Regions from separate parts of the Triticum aestivum genome. Here region 2 is linked to region 1. Evidence: chromatin contacts called from public Hi-C data. All regions are on one chromosome and are shown on one strand. Each heading gives the region's core, a stretch centred on a gene start, on an enhancer-like site or on the middle of the called end of the contact. The rest is flanking DNA. Distances are from core to core; before and after follow the strand shown. Region 1 holds the start of LOC123120490 (protein DETOXIFICATION 44, chloroplastic). Region 2 has its middle 190 kb from the start of LOC123120493.

The links. A called contact is a pair of places that touch in the nucleus more often than the background predicts.
Region 2: a contact with region 1 is called in a Hi-C map of leaf, with 6 times the contacts expected there. The contact joins the enhancer-like site here to the promoter of LOC123120490 in region 1. A contact is called at or near these places in 1 of 5 Hi-C or Micro-C datasets (leaf) and 1 of 1 datasets of contacts at active chromatin or transcription factors (leaf).

Annotation. Positions count from the first base shown.
Region 1 is chr5D:247,544,402-247,548,048 of IWGSC CS RefSeq v2.1, forward strand. LOC123120490 (protein DETOXIFICATION 44, chloroplastic) reads right to left here and starts at 1,917. Exons shown (of 16, transcript XM_044540494.1): 1 at 1,427-1,917. The coding sequence starts at 1,780.
Region 2 is chr5D:247,834,343-247,837,728 of IWGSC CS RefSeq v2.1, forward strand. No RefSeq gene overlaps it. Among protein-coding and RNA genes, the nearest start is that of LOC123120493, 190 kb to the right of the region's middle. Within about 2 kb of position 1,854, at least 2 of the 8 cell types and tissues checked have an H3K27ac peak or open chromatin away from gene starts, as enhancers often do. A contact at or near this core is called in leaf, where this site is marked.

The DNA.
Region 1 (3,647 bases), core at 667-3,166:
GGATGATACCATCCTAGCATGGCACCATTTGCACTCATGCATTTCGGGAGTAGTATGTCATATAGGAGTATTTGGTAAGGTGGAGGGCGTGGTGTAGAAGAATGGCAGGTGTGCGTGCTGGTAGGTTGGAAGAGAAGAGGAGACAAGCATCAAGTTAAGTTGGACGAAAAAGATGGAGGCAGGATGGGCATGACGACTTGGCATGCATGGATGCCATAACCTTTTCTTTGGGTTTTATCCATCGTTTTCTCTATCTCTATTTATTTTTGTCTTGTATAAATTATGGGTTTAGATGTGCTCTAGTTATTGTACATCTAAGTGACTTAACTAAACATAAAAGAAAAAGAATAAAGGATAAAGAAAATACTTACACGAATCTCCGCGTAAGATCAATGACGTAGAATTTAGATGTGCAATACTTATGGCACATCTAAATGTACCTTAGCAAGTTACAGCTGTTGGTGGTGGTGGTGAGTTTCCTCCCCCACTTCACCGGTTCGTCCCAATCTCCCTCATCCATCTAGAACCAACCAAACCCCTCCATTTAAAAAAAAACATATATTGCAATACAATTGAGTTTCTTCTCTGGGGTGTTGCACGTGCATTGGCTGTTATATACTGATTATCTTTCTTTTTGGGTTCCGTAATAATTCACGGTTGCTATACTAGTCTTTTGGAAAAACAAAGAAGGGCAGCAGCATTCTGGTGGTTCAGTGAGTCACGCATGATTGATGCTTGCCCGGACGCCGTGTTGGTTAACAGGGAGTATTAAAATTACTACTTGGCATAATCTAGGTAGCTAGTCTAGAATGTCAACGATTCCTGTCACCTACATCGCCCTCCAACTTTGTCTGGCTAGCAGGCGGGCCCACATCTCAGCCACAAAGTCAAAGGGCAGGCAGTATACTCCGAAGAGTAAGCTCGGTACAAGTTGCTTGCAGTTGCAGACTTGCAGACGAGTGAAGTGGGAGTAATTCAGTTAGCAGCCACACAATCGCATGCCGCTGGTAGAGACGACAAATAAGCGAGAATGGCCGGCCGGGAAAGCCATCTGAGGCTGGCAAGCAAGAGTAGCAGCCGTAGGTCCTCAAAATAAACCTGCGGCCCCGGAGGATGGTCGACGGCAGCCACTCCCTTGGCTCCAGCCTTTCCCTCTGCATCCTTCCACCTCACGTGTGTGGCCGTGGATGGCCGACGGCGACGGGCGCGTACATCAGGCATCATGTACGATGGATGCCTTTGCCATAGATGTGCTGCTAGCGACGGCAGCAGCACCGGGGATCTGTTCTCCAATGGATGATGGCTACGTGTAACTTTTGTGACAGCGTATGGCATTCACTTAACCAACAAGGTAGATAGCTACATGCATGACGAATGAATGAGCATGGAGATACGTTAATGGAGATGAGGAGAGTAGGGGACGAACCGCGGGGTAGGGGAGGGTGGCGGCGAGCGTGGAGGAGGGGAGGAGGATGCCGTACTGGAGCGCGTAGGAGGCGAGGCCGAGCGCGGCGGACAGGAGCAGCACCGCCGGCAGCGGCATGTAGAGCAGCGCCAGCCCCGAGGACCAGCCGAAGGCCTTGCCGAGGTCGGAGGCGGTGGCCAGGTAGTTGAGCGACTGCTGGGAGACGCCCATGGAGGCCTTGAGCGCCGACGAGTAGGCCGAGAAGTCGAAGTTGGTCCCCGTCAGCGCCTGCACCCACACCGTCGCCACCAGCACCGCCCACCGCCGCCACTCGCCGTCATGGTTGCTGCTCCGGCGGCCGAAGCTGCTGTCCATCGAATCAACCGGCCGTTCCCTCTCTCCCCTCGACCTCGACGGATAGGGATAGGACAGGAGGATGCTTCTTCCTCCGTCCTTGGTCCTTCCTTCCTCTACTCTCCCGGCCTTTTCCCCTCTCGCTTCCTATATATACCCTGTGCCGTGCACACACAGGAGAGCGATTTATGTTCGTCCTCGCTTAGCTTAGCTAGCCCAGGCTGCTACGTTAATCAATGGTCAAATCACGGATGACTCCAGAAACAAAACAATTCGTGTCCCCCTCAATTCCTCTGTGTATACACGTAAGCAAACGCGAAACCGTGGGTGCTCTTGGCCCGGCTGCTCATGGACCATGGGGCTAATAATACTCGCTGATTGAAGATTCAGTTTTCCTTACTAACGTACTAATCATGCATACGTACTGCCTAGCGCATATGCAACCAGACCAAAAGGAAATCATGGAGCGGGCGTATATATTGAACTCCCTCCGTTTAGATTATTAGTGATCAATGATGTAAACATCCTTATATTTCTTTATAGAGGAAGTACTATGTATAGTACTATAAATCTGCCGACCTCTGTGACGCTCTACCATCCATCTTTGGCCCATCCCTGTGGGCGTGGCTCCATCTGGCTGGCCAGCGAGCGGTCGTGATGCGTGCATGTGTGTGGTCGTCGTGGGTGACTGAAAGCCAGCGCAGGTGCAAACTCATGATTAATCTATGCCACGCCAGTATGCATACATGATGTGTGTCATCGTTGTACTAGGTAGGACATTTAGAAAACTCATCATACTTAATCAAGGATTTCGTCTGGTTACGGTCGTGCCAAACCAACAAACAAGGCGCAGGTGCAAAGTGCAAACCACAGCGGGACAAACCAGCGCGCGCAGAGCATATGCATTGTATGCCAAAAATTCACACGGACATACTCCCTCTGTAAACTACTCCTTTCATTTCTAAATATTTGTCTTTTTTAGAGATTTTAAATAGACTATCACATACGGATGTATATAGACATATTTTAAAGTATATATTCACTTATTTTGCTCCGTATGTAGTCATTTGTTAAAATCTCTAGAAAGACAAATATTTAGAAATGGATGGAGTATAATAAAAGCGTTTAGATCATTAAAGTAAACTAATACGAAGGAAGTAGATAAAAACTAGGAATGGAATACATCATAGTATATTTTTGTACTAATATTTGGCCCATCCGTTCTTCTACGTCTCTTTTCTCTAATGTTTTGTCTGTCCCTTTGTTGTCCTCAATCGGTGCCTCTTTTCAATCGGGTTTCTATCCGTTGTTCTTGTACCTTTTCTTCCTTGGTTGATCTGCTGCAGTGTAACGTTGCACCGCTCTTCTCTTTCATGTCGTATGTCTATTTCTTCCGCTCCTTTGATCGTTTTCTTCCCAATTCCTTTTACATCGGTTCAACTATCTTCGTCTACATGTTCTGTCGCATTGCAAATCCATCCCCTGGTTTCTTGGATTACAATCCATTAACTCTGCCATGCCCTTACTATGGTACGACATATTATGCCATCTCACACATAATCCTCGTTTTGTTCTAACTTTTTTAGTTACACATTCTTTCAACCGCAATGTTTGTTGGTCGGCAACCGAAGCGGTTGTACATTGAATCGACCGACCCCTTTCCCCTCTCTCCTCGACGGATAGGGATAGGACAGGAGGATGCTTCTCCCTCATTCCTCTCCTCTCCCGGCCTTTTCCCCTCTCCCTATATATACTTGTGCGCGAGAACAATGATGTTCGTTCTTGCTTAGCTAGGATGCTATTTTAATCAATGGTCAAATCATCGATGACTCCATGAACCAACGATTTTTCTCCCCTTTAATTCCTCTGTGTATACGTAAGCATGTGA
Region 2 (3,386 bases), core at 604-3,103, 290 kb after region 1:
CGCGCCGACGCATTTGCGGCCCGAATGCGTCGGTGCGGACACCGAACGGACGCCACGCGCGCCTTCTTGCTGTCCGCCGCGTCCCTATTTGGCGGCCGTCCAACTACCCGCTGCCCACGCGGTCGGCTTAATTTATGACCACGGGGCCATGTGTCAGCGACGGCGGTCGTCTTTTTTTAAGCCGACCGTGCGGCGGGGCCGTCCTCATCCAAACTCGCCGTCCACATCGAGCAAGCTTTGCTCCCCCGTCGCCGGCAAACCTTAGCCACCACCACCACAGCGAGATGGGGCTCTTCTCCGGCGCCAGCAGCAGCAAGGCCAAGGGCAAGGCCCCCGCCATCCCTTTCCCCTCGGAGTTCCTCCCGCCTCCACCGGCGCCGGCGCCTCGCCGGCAGAGGCAGCGCGTGAACGTGCCAGTGCACCAGGCGGAGTGGCACTGGCAGCACCGCGTGCCTCTCCCATACCCCGACGCCACCCTGCCACACGACTGGCATCTGGATCCAGATAGGATCCCAGTGCCGGCGGCGCCGCGGTCGGCTAGGGCTCACGCAGAGGAGGTGCGGCGCCGGCGGGCACTGCTGACGCCGGAGCAGCGCCGCGAGGCCGCCTACGCCGCCGACTCGCCCAACTGGAAGCGTTGGTTCGCCTTCGAGCACGAGGAGGCGAGGCGACGCGACGTCCGCGAGGTCGGCCGCACCGTGCTATCGCCCCCGCTCATCGTCCGCGAGGAGGACCAGGTGGCGGAGGACGCCTACCAGGCGGCCCTTGCGGCCGTCTACCGGAAGAGCGAGGAGGACGAGCGACGCAGGGCAGAGGCGGCGGAGGAAGAGGAGGCTCGGTACGAGGCGACAATGGCACAGGCCATTGCCCTCTCCGCGGCGGGTGACTGCGTGCTGCCGCCGGTGGCCCCGCCATCCCCTCCCCGACTCCGCGTCAAGCCCGAGCCGGAGCCGCAGCCGGAGCCAGAGCCGGAGCCATCCCCCATCGAGCGCTACTCCTGGACAGGAGTAGTGCGCGAGTGGGTCCGCGCGCCGCCGGTCTGGGGGGGCGACGCCGGGGCAGGAGGCGGCGTACCTCGAGCACTGGCGTCAGATCCGGGTGGCCGAGGAGCGCCGCGACGGCGAGTACCTCGAGATGCTCGAGCGCGACCTCGAGGAGGAGCAGCGCGAGGCCGAGGAGGAGGCACGCCAGGCCGCGGCTGCACAGGTGGCCGCACAACCCCCGCGACAGTCCGGCGCCGACGCTAATCGACCTCACGGACCCCAAGGACGACGACGACGCCTAGGGCAGCGCGCCGCCTCGTAGTTTCGGTTGTTTTTATTTTTCTTAAATGCAAATGTGGACGCCTGAACTCTCGCCGGCCTTCGTGGCCGGCTTTAATGTTTAATTAATTGTATTTTTTTAAATATGCATGCGTTCTTTTTTTCTTGCGCCGTTAAAATGGGTCGGGCCAATGTTGAGCGCACGCGCCGACCCAAACGGGAAAGCGGACATCCGTGTCCGCTTGACCGATCCAGATGGACAAAATCACCGTTTATTTGGGTCGACTCGTTAGAGTTGCTCTTAGCGTTGAGCTGCTGGTCAAAGGGATTGACAGTTGACAGGGGAAAATAGCGGAACTATATGTAATATCTGGGTTAAAAGGAAAAATAGTTATATGATAAATGAGTCACCTCGGACGGGAAGCTGCTGGATGCCTGGGTCTAGGGATGGAAGCGGACGCGCCTGCGCCGTTCGCGCAACTGGAAATGTACTAATCTTCATTACTTTGGTAATCGTGCTACTGATCATTTTACCTTTATGGACCAACGCGAACATGCGAACGCCGTTCGCCTGCATCCCTACCTGGATCCGACAGCTTCGCGCGTCGCCATCAGACGGATTGCGTGGCGGCCTATCACCCAGGCCGACGCCTACCGTTGATCGCTGCTTATAAAACTAAAATGTAGCAGATCCTTCCACCACCGACGTCTACCTGGCGGTGAAAGGAATCGCGGCGTTCGCAGCCGCCGGCTATCGTTTACAAATTAACATCAAGCTTAGTTAACTTTTCCCAAAGATGAATGAGATGTTTTGAGTTTTTAAAACGTATGAAGACAAGGTGGTCGACTGGGCCTTATAAGCACACTAGCCAACCAAGCTCTTTTTTTTTTTTTTTGCGACAAGCCAACCAAGCTCTTCGACTCTGTTAAATCCTCTCAAGCAAACGGTATACGAATTTAGCGATACAAACTTTATATATCGTTGAGCCAACCATTGATAATTTGAATCGAATGTCGAGTTTAGCGTCTTATATTGTCGAATCGAATCAATGCACGCAGATCCTATCGGGTCGGTGGACCAACTTTGTTCATCTCTACATACATCTGCATCTGCAATTTTTCATTCATTGGCCGCTCATGGAGCGGTCGACATGCATGGATTCATGGCTACGTGTATATCCATTATTGAGTGGCTGCATCATGCATACGTACGTACGTACTATAACTACAAATATGCAACAAAACCAAAAGGCACAAGGTTGTCGGCGAGGGTTCACGAGCGGATCCCTTTGCTGCAATCAGAAGAAAATATATCGCAAAAACCAGCGTGCCCGGAACATGCGGTGATGCGCTTCAAGCCTTAGCCGCCAGCTGTGTCTCCGCCTGGCCCGGTTGGAACTGGATGACTTTATTAATTTACATTTTTGCACATACACCCACTTCTATAAAAGCATGCACATACACCATACTCCTATGAGTACTTTCAAAAGAGTGAGACGACACATCACCTTAAGAGATGACTTCGTAGTCGACGTCTCCTCGCACGGAATGCACATTGCCGGAAGGTCTCAAATAAATTCATAAAAATACGACCACCAATGTCAAGTATAGTACTTGAATCCTGGTGAGTTGGTTCCACCACAAGAAACCTAACCATTTGAGCTACGCTCAGTTCGCACTTGATCAATTTATTGGTCTATGGTAATTAATTAGCACATCAGGGTCATGGGAGAATATGGGGGCATCCGATTGGATATGTTTTTTCTCTCTCTCATGTCACATGTTTGGGCTTTGTCCTAGCTATCCGCCCGGGCAAAGGAGGACAAAGTGGAGGGTCCGGTTAGAGATGCTCTAAGAAGGGCCCAATGGGAAGGGAAAAAAATACAACAATGTTGACAGAAAAATGGCAAATCATATAGATAGGCACACAATCGTCTACTTTACTGGTTGAGCAAATACCTCTTGCGCTTAAACTAACGTAATCATGCACATTCAATGCACGCCACATCTAATATAGATGTAACATAAGTACATTGCAAAGCCCATGAATATTTAACAATAAGGAAGCAACAATATCATCTCATCCAATGCTCCAACAAAATCTACAAAGATGACACAAAAGTT